Regions from separate parts of the Zea mays genome. Here region 1 is linked to region 2. A link is a contact called in public Hi-C data. All regions are on one chromosome and are shown on one strand. The core of a region is the stretch at or near the end of the contact, and the rest is flanking DNA. Distances in the headings are between cores, read along the strand shown. Region 1 holds the start of LOC103634567 (DEAD-box ATP-dependent RNA helicase 24). Region 2 holds the start of LOC103634565 (ubiquitin-conjugating enzyme E2 32-like).

Region 1 (4,445 bases), core at 1,438-3,937, 150 kb after region 2:
CCCTCCGGCGGAGCTGGCCGGATGGGACGCCGGTCTTGTTCTCCGTGACCCGAATCGATTCGGGGTAGGATGATGATGGCGCTTCCTGTTGACGTGGCGGTCTGTGCCCTAGGAAGGGCGACGTGGGGGTTCCTCCGAAGCCGAGGTTGAGTCTGCCTTCCGTTGCCGTGGCCGAGCCCGAGCCATGGGGTCGGGCGAGGTGGAAGTCGTTCGGCCGAGGCCAGGGCGGAGTCCGAGCCCTGGGGTCGGGCGAGGCGGAGTTTCGTCGTCTTCCGGGTCTTAGCCCGAGTCCGAGCCCTGGGGTCGGGCGGAGCGGAGTTCGCCGTCTTCCGGGTCTTAGCCCGAGTCCGAGCCCTGGGGTCGGGCGGAGCGGAGTTCGCCGTCTTCCGGGTCTTAGCCCGAGTCCGAGCCCTGGGGTCGGGCGGAGCGGAGTTCGCCGTCTTTCGGGTCTTAGCCCGAGTCCGAGCCCTGGGGTCGGGCGGAGCGGAGTTCGCCGTCTTCCGGGTCTTAGCCCGAGTCCGAGCCCTGGGGTCGGGCGGAGCGGAGTTCGCCGTCTTCCGGGTCTTAGCCCGAGTCCGAGCCCTGGGGTCGGGCGGAGCGGAGTTCGCCGTGGCGCCTTTGGCAAGGCCTGACTGCCTGTCAGACTCACTCTGTCGAGTGGCACTGCAGTCGGAGTGGCGCAGGCGGCGCTGTCCTTCTGTCAGACTGGCCGGTGGAGCGGTGGAGTGACGGCGGTCACTTCGGCTCTGCCGGGGGCGCGTGTCAGGATAAAGGTGTTAGGCCACCTTTGCGTTAAATGCCCCTGCAATTTGGTCAGTCGGTGTGGCGATTTAGTCAAGGTTGCTTCTGAGCGAAGCCAAAGCCTCGGGCGAGCCGGTGATGTGTCCGCCATAAAAAGGGGGCCTCGGGCGAGACGGAAGTCTCTCGAGGTCGGCTGCCCTTGGCCGAGGCTAGGCTCGGGTGAAGCGTGATCGAGTCACTCGTGTGGACTGATCCCTGACTTAATCGTACCCATCAGGCCTTTGCAGCTTTATGCTGATGGGGGTTACCAGCTGAGAATTAGGCGTCTTGAGGGTACCCCTAATTATGGTCCCCGACAATAAGTGACAAAAATGTCGGACCTCCAACTGCACCGGTGGTGTCCTCGCTGTCCACCCCCTTCGCTCGACTCTGCTAGTCCCACTGTTGCTTGAGTTCTTCTCTGACCAACGCTGTTGCTCCCCCTCGTGAAAGCTTCACACGTGGCTTCAGATGATCTGCACAATGCTGCACATATGCGAGGGAATCACTCTTTCCTTCGTATGTAGGGAGCTTTCTACGGGGAACCATTGGAGGTGTTTGGGGGACAATGCTCCACGCATGTCTAGTTAAGGGATGCGTGGAGCCTTGGAGACAACATCAAAAGACGAGCTTCGGTGCCACATGTCGTCGCATATTTGTCACTGACATCTAGGTAGGGAGAAAGAAAGGAGAGCCCATGCTCGAGATTTCTGATGTCATTACTCATTAGGAGAATCTCAAGCGATTCCTTTTCTTTTTATATAATTATTTAATGTTTGTTTAGTTATTTGAGACATTATTTAAAAATTCAATAACCTAGATTTGTTCGAGACATTATATCTTTTTCTACTACATAAAGCACCAATTTCCACGATTCAACAGTAGTCTCTTCCCGCTTTACACAAAAATAAGGTAGAATTATGCATAAGTGGGGTTTGAACCTTAGTAGTTAGCTCCACATTCACACCCAGAACCAACATAACACATATTTTTTGTGTTTTATTAGAACAAAGGTTACTCGTGTGCCCTGTCCTCTGCCCTGTCCTCTGTTCTAATTCCACCATATTATATAAAAAGATATTGTTTTTTAGCTTGTTATTTGTTATGTGTTTGGAGATGCTCTAGACGGGCCACATCTACAGTCATAAGGCTAGTGCCAATGAAGGCTAGAGTAGAGGCAAGAGTGGACATCTCACAACATGTGATGGACGGGAGACGGGCGAGAGGGTGGGAGCCCGGTGACAGTGTGCATATCGCCTCGCTCTAGCCCGCATTGGATAGTAGATTGGAGCGGTAGAGAAGTGAGAGACGGGCGATAGCGGGGCGATGCGTTGGAATGGGTGTGGACGGGCGAGAGTAGTGAGGCGAAAGTGAATTGGTGACCTCTGATTGGTCGATGCCATCCACGTCACTGCCACATGTATTAGGGTGATTGTTTGGAGTCCAAAAATTCAATTTTTTGTACAAAAAACATAAATTTCATTCTTAGTCCATTTATAAATACTCTCACTTAGTTGAAGCTCATTTCACACACTATTTTATTTTAAGTATTATGTAATACATAATTTTTAATTCAATAAAAAATATGTTGTGTGATTTTTAGATGTCGGAATAAATCAGTATGAATAGTTAATTTTGAAATAAAAAGATGATGTGGCTATGACTCTATGGCCCTGTTTGGCACAACTTATTTTCAGCTTCTTCACAAATTTAAGCAGAAGTTCTGCCAAACAGTCAGCTTCTGCAGCAGCTTATCAGTTCAGCTGCTTCTCAGAATACACTAAAAGCAGCCAACAAGCAGAAGCTGCTGTTCACCAGCTTCTCAGATAAGCTGCTTTTTCAATAAGCAGCAGCTGTGCGAAACAGGGCCTATAAGTTGAGGCTGTAACTGCTAGTCGTTGCTGATGTGACATGGCCGATAGAGGGATGGTGGAACCGGCCTAAAAGAGACGGGCCACACCATGACGACCAACGACCCACGGGGCCTCGGGCACATTTGGTCCAAGGCAAGGCCTACATTCATCCAGCACAGCCTACACGGCCCAGTCTCTCCGGAGACCGGAGCGACGAGTCCGCGAGACCGCCACCGCCACCCAGCAAGCCGAGCGGCGCCAATTCTGCGCTGCCATCGTCTTCCTCCGTCACACCCGGCTCGCAAACCCTAGCTCGCCCCGGCCCCACCTCCGGCCCCGTTCGTCGGTGCTATGTCGAAGCGGCCGAAGCTCGAGGGTTTCAGCATCCCGCGGCCCACCTCCTACAACTTCGAGCGCTCGCAGTCCGTGCAGCGGCTCTACCGTCCGACCGATGACCCAGACCTCGACGACATCGCCTTCTCCGACGACGCCCCCTCAGATGCCCAAGCCAGCACCGCGGTAGAAGGAAAGGCCGAGAATGAGGAGGAGATGGACCCGCTCGACGCCTTCATGGCCGAGATCCAGGAGGAGATCCGTGCGCCGCCCCCGCCGCCCAAGCCCGAGGCGCTTCGCCGCACGGATTCCGACGATGACGAGGATGACCCCGTCGAGAGCTTCCTGCGGGCCAAGAAGGACGCTGGCCTCACGCTGGCCGCCGACGTCATGCGCGCTGGTTACGACTCCGATGAGGAGGTCTACGCCGCTGCCAAGGCCGTCGACGCCGGCATGATGGAATACGACTCTGATGACAACCCCATAGTCATCGACAAGAAGAAAATAGAGCCCATACCAGCACTCGATCACTCGACCATTGAGTATGACGCCTTCACAAAAGATTTCTACGAGGAGAAGCCATCGATTTCAGGTGAAGCACTTGGTACCTAGACCTATGATTCTACTATCTAACATGTAGGGGGTGTTCCTTGTAGCTTACACGTTTGAGCTGCTTTAAGGGTGTGTTTGGTTTGGCTTTTAGATTTGGCTTTTACCCCTAAAAGCCAAAAGCCAAACCAAAGGGCTGGATCTAGGAAGCAGCTTTTTCTAAAAGCCGACTTTCTTGCAGTGCAAAACTTGAAAGCACCTCTAGACCTGCTTTTAGCGGCTTTTGGATGGAACTGTGAAAATATATATGGAAAAACTTTTAGCGACTTTTAGTGGTTTCCACCAAACATTTTTTAGTTTTTTAACAGCTCACAGCCCACAGCAGCTTTTCTCACAGCTCACAGCCCACAACAGCTTTTTTCACAGCCACAATACAACCAAACAGACCCTAATTCTACCTTGTGGAAGATATGCAGCCAGTTATTTTACTTTGTACTTATAGCTTAGTAAATTATGTGATGGACATAGTATACGTTGGGTTGGATGCTCCGTTCGGTGGTGCAATCTTAACTTATGTTGTGTTGCATGGAAGTGAGGCCATGTTGTTCCAAGTCCACATTTGTTTTAAGGGAAATTTGGATCCATACCATTAAAAGATCACCACTTTGGATCCATACCATTACTATCTCACTTACATGTGGGTCCACATGAGTCAATGACATGTGGGGTCCATGGTATATATCTAAAGTTTGGATCTTTTAATGGTATAGATCCAATTGTTCCTTGTTTTAATTGCGTTCTTCTAGTTCGGTGCTGGAGATAAAAATATATATATAGTCCTTTTTATAGGGGAAAATTTGACTAGGTCGGCTATTACTTCCTTTTGTTTCTGATGCTTATGTAATTGACATCTGCTCTTTTTTACGACTC
Region 2 (4,827 bases), core at 461-2,960:
TCCCCCAGCTCGTCCCGCAAGGCACGAGCATCTGCATCAGACATGGGGGGCGGATCACTGCCAACGTTTGGTAACTGCAAAACACACCAAACACTGTGTTCGGTGATTTGAATCTCTTTCCCACCATCAATCTCTAATTTCATTGTTTCTGGGTTAAGCTTCCGCATCAGCCAGCTAAGCAACTTTCTCGACAATAAATGTGGCTTGAATCTAAGCAGGCCGCCAAACCCCTTAGCAACCACTTCACTTTTCAATTCATCAGATAGAGAATTCACAAGCTTTATAAACTTCCCAGGTGAGCATCGAATAGCTCGTGTCTTAGTTATACCCTTATTTTCATCTCCACCAACAATACCAACATTGTCATCACCAGACCCATCGCCACCAGGAACAAACTCTGTGTCTTTTTCATCATCACTTTCGGCGTCTTGTATAGGAGGGACTTTCAACCTTAATCTCTTCTTCCTTTCCTTTAATTCATTTTTATCTAATTGCTTTCTCTTGTTTTCAACACGGGGAGAGCGACGGACAGCATGAGCGCCTTGCTGGCCTGATACATTCTGATCTTGATCCATTATAAAAAACACTGAAAAAATGGGAATGCAAAAAACATGAGGGCACAGACACATGGTACAGATCTCATAACCAAAAATTGCTAATCAACAAACTAAAACACACAGTACAAAAATAGGAACAAAAAATAGTTGCAATACACACTAATGCTGCACACATACATTAGTACTGGGACAGAATTGCAACATTCGACATAAGCCAGTTGCAACAAGACTGCTAAAAAAATTACTACTGGGACAGTTGCAACAGTGAATTTAAACAAATAACTAGTTATATACGAGCACTGTTATAAAAGACAGTAATGATGTATGTGGTCTGAAAGTAAAAATTATACAGTTGCAACTTATGTCATGGACCAGTTGCAACAAAAGGTACACTGCAGTTACAATAAAAGTGGAAACATCTGAGATTATAACCTAGAACACAAACTGCTTGTTCAAAAATGAAATGTATCCGCATTAACCTAGATTATAACCTAGAATACAACAATTAATAATTCCAATCAACGAATAATACTAGTTGCAACACTTGGGGAAAAAATGGGGTTTACCTGTCTATTACCGAAAATAACAAAACAAATCCAAAAAATGGGGACAGAGAAATGGGAGAGAGATCGGATGCGCTTACACGGCGGTCGCGGGCGCAAACTACTCCGGCGCGGGCTACGTCGACGTTCGCGGTCTACGACTCAGGCGAGCAAACGATTCTGACGGGAGCGGAGGATCCGTTCGCGGAGAAGTGTGGAGGGGGCCGGAGCTGGGAACGAGCGGGAGCGTGCGGGAGCATGCGGGATGGACGAAGACGGGAACGGGAGCGAGCGCACAACGGCTACGGTGAGGGCTAGGTCGCCGGGGAAGAGAATGGATTGAGCCGTACGCGGAGGGCCAGGAAAGTGGAAAAAAGGCGCAGTCGGGCGCGGGTAAGTGAAAAGGCACAATATCGGTTCCGCTGCGTCGGTTCGGCTGTGTGGATAGGTTGGGTCGGACCATGTGCACATGGGCGCGTAGGTTGCGTCTGGGTGCATTCTCTATATTGAATACACTCAGGTGTAATATATAATAACAGTATATATATATATATATATATATATATATATATATATATATATATATATAAAAGCTGTTCGGCTGTGGGCCAGTGGCTGTCGCCACTCGCTACCTCACGCGCTTCCGCTACCTCTCGTTGTGTCTCGTCCTCTCTCTCTTCTATTCCATTCCCAACTTGGCTGCCCAACCCTTGCGTCGGTAGACGGCGGCCGCGGCGAGGATAGAGGGTTCCCTGAGGAGGCAGTGATGGAGACCATGGCTAAGTACAACCGAAGCAACCCGGCAGTGAAGCGGATCCTGCAGGAGGTTAAGGAGATGCAGTCCAACCCCTCACCCGACTTCATGGCCCTCCCCCTCGAGGTCCCAATCTCAACCCTATCGCTCACTATAATAACGAAATTTGTCCGATCTGATCTTATTCATGCCTTAATCGAATGTCGATTGATTATTGATTGTATTTTTTCTATTGCGGTGTTCGGCGTTTTAGGGTCTCGATAATTTGTTGACCGGTTCGCTTGCGTTTTTTTCTAGATCTGTTAATTAAACTGCTAATACGATCAATTAGCAGTAGGAACTTGCTGCTGTAGTAGTTGAGGATCAAGTGGGGTATGTTTTAAATTTTATCTCCGAATGAAGGGAATATTTTTTTTTTTTTGCAATGAGACTCAATATGCCAATTTGATTCACTGCTAAGCTTCTTATGTATAATAATTATTACTAAGAGGTTCACTTACATGCATTTGACCAGGAAGACATCTTCGAGTGGCAATTTGCTATCCTTGGCCCGAGAGACAGCGAGTTTGAGGGTGGAATCTATCATGGCAGGATCCAGCTTCCCTCGGATTATCCATTCAAGCCGCCGTCCTTCATGCTACTCACGGTATGTAGTATTTATGTTCTAATTGTCATCTGTTATCTCACTAACGTGTTTGTGAGCCATTGCTGACTTCACTATGTGCTGAAGCCAAGTGGACGCTTTGAGATTCAGAAGAAGATTTGTTTGAGCATATCCAATTATCACCCTGAGCACTGGCAGCCATCATGGAGTGGTGAGTAACCTTTCATCATTTGTTTATAAATGACTGCTCAAGTGCTCTGTTTGCTAATGGGCCCCTCTAGTAAGCTGAAAAGCAACATTATTCATCGTCCACTCGTATATAATTTTGTGGGCTATATGAGCTTGGTGCAAAATAAATTTCTTTTCTTTTGGTCTTTGGATTTCCATCAGGCCAAGTACCCGCCTTATGGCTAGGCCAAAAGTAAACATGCATTTCTTCATTCTTAAGATGAATATATGAATGCTAGGGTTGAACAGTTGGTTTGCTTCTGAGAGTATTCAAGTCTGCAATGCTTTTTTGGTGGGCAGTTTTCAGTGCCATCAGGCCGTTACTTGAGAGGCATCATGTGTGTGTATGTGCTTCAACATTACAGTTCATAGAAGTCTTCTGTTGTCTTGTTTTTCTTTGCTCATGCATGCTTTGAACTCCTTTCTTTTGTTATAGCAAGACGTAGCAGTAACTTGGTACTCTTTCATGTGTTGGCACCATTTTTTCATGGTGCGGAAGAAAATGATTCTTTGGTTCCTAAGAAATCGTTCTGGGGCAAGTACTTATCTGCTTGGCCAGGCCAAAGGAGGAACATTTACTTTCTATGTAATGTTTACTTTTAGACTTTTAGTTGGGAACTATAAGGCTTGTGTTCTTCACTCCCTGCTAGGCAGCAATCCTGGCTCTGCCTGAAATCGGATGCCTGGGGTTGATGCATGCACTGGGGCACTGAGCAGCTTTTCTTGGGAGCAGATCAAACAACCACCAAATGCATGTTTGATTATGCTGTACATTCACTAAATTAGTATGATCCAGTCTATAAGAGCACAATGTTTTTGACTTTTGATTTTTAATTCAACATTTGTCAATAGCAGTTTTTTAGTTTATTTGCATTTCATTTGGAACAGTTTTTTTTCTGGTTCACTTACTATAATTTGGAAATGGACCAAATAAATTTGATATATATTAATTTCATACGCTTTTTTGCAAATAGGTTGGTGCTGTATTTGCAAATCATTAGGAATTGTATTTGGTTGTCCAATGTGGAAAGGATTGTTTTCATGATTTTGTGTTCACATAATTTTTAACTTTTAAGTGCTAAACTAAACAAATCTTGTTGCAGTGCGCACAGCGTTGGTGGCCTTGATTGCATTCATGCCAACCAACCCTGGTGGGGCATTGGGCTCATTGGATTACAAAAAGGAAGATAGACGGGCACTTGGTATAAAATCACGTGAAGCACCGCCAAAATTTGGGTCCCCAGAACGACAAAAACTAATTGATGAGGTAAGTAATTTCTAGTCCAACCTCAGGCTCAAAAAATGTTTACCATTTCTGTATCTTTTGACAATGGACTGTTTCAACCACAGATCCATGAGCAAATGCTCAGTAAGGCTCCTCCTGTCCCCCAAACGCTACCAAATGTGCCAAACGAGGAGTCTAACGAATTACCCGCATCTGACCCTTCTGGCGAGCATGCAGACAAGGTAGATGAAGGTGACAACACATCTGGTTCTGTATCAGACTCGTCTAGTGGCCTTCCTGTGCCTGAATCTGAATCGGGGGTTACAGAAAACACTGGTGAAACCTCAGCAGTTGAGGTTGCCAACCATCATGTGCCTGAAGCAAGCCACAGAGAGAACATTCCAAGAGTTAGTTCGTCTCACCAGAATCCTGCTGTTGCGATCCAGAAGCCAAATCATGACAGGCTGTTGACCTTGGCCGCATTTGGGCTGACTCTTGCTATTATGGCACTTGTGATCAAGAAATTCTTAAAAATCAATGGCTTGGGCGGTTTCATTGAGGGCAAGTTCTGAGTAGGGATTGTGCATAAGTTGGATGTAAGAGATGACTCATTCCTCATACTAATATGCTATAAGCTATATAACCCCGTAAGATTTGTAAATGACTGTTTAGTTATTATAGATGAAATCAAAATGGTGCGGTACTATTAATACCCCATTGTATCTAGTACACCTGATGGAAAGTGCCGAGTTTTGAGGCTTCTGATCTGATGTATATGTTTGCTACAACGTGCACTTCGTTTGTCTGCCATTATGACCAGAATTCTCAATCCTTAATCTCCTTCTAGAGAGTTTTGTTGATAAAATTTCATGGAACTGGCACTGGTAAATTTCGTGGAACTTGATGTTGCAGAAATT

Evidence for each region. Hi-C and Micro-C count contacts between places; a contact is called where the count stands out from the background.
Region 1: a Hi-C map of leaf shows a contact between it and region 2, with 4 times the contacts expected there. The contact joins the promoter of LOC103634567 here to the promoter of LOC103634565 in region 2. A contact is called at or near these places in 2 of 25 Hi-C or Micro-C datasets (leaf and tassel).

Annotation. Positions count from the first base shown.
Region 1 is chr1:49,574,282-49,578,726 of Zm-B73-REFERENCE-NAM-5.0, forward strand. It overlaps LOC103634567 (DEAD-box ATP-dependent RNA helicase 24), which reads left to right and starts at 2,688. Exons shown (of 5, transcript XM_008656725.3): 1 at 2,688-3,558. The coding sequence starts at 2,985.
Region 2 is chr1:49,422,826-49,427,652 of Zm-B73-REFERENCE-NAM-5.0, forward strand. LOC103634565 (ubiquitin-conjugating enzyme E2 32-like) reads left to right here and starts at 1,711. Exons shown (of 5, transcript NM_001347211.1): 1 at 1,711-1,979; 2 at 2,368-2,499; 3 at 2,584-2,668; 4 at 3,789-3,952; 5 at 4,036-4,694. The coding sequence starts at 1,866. The coding sequence ends at 4,482.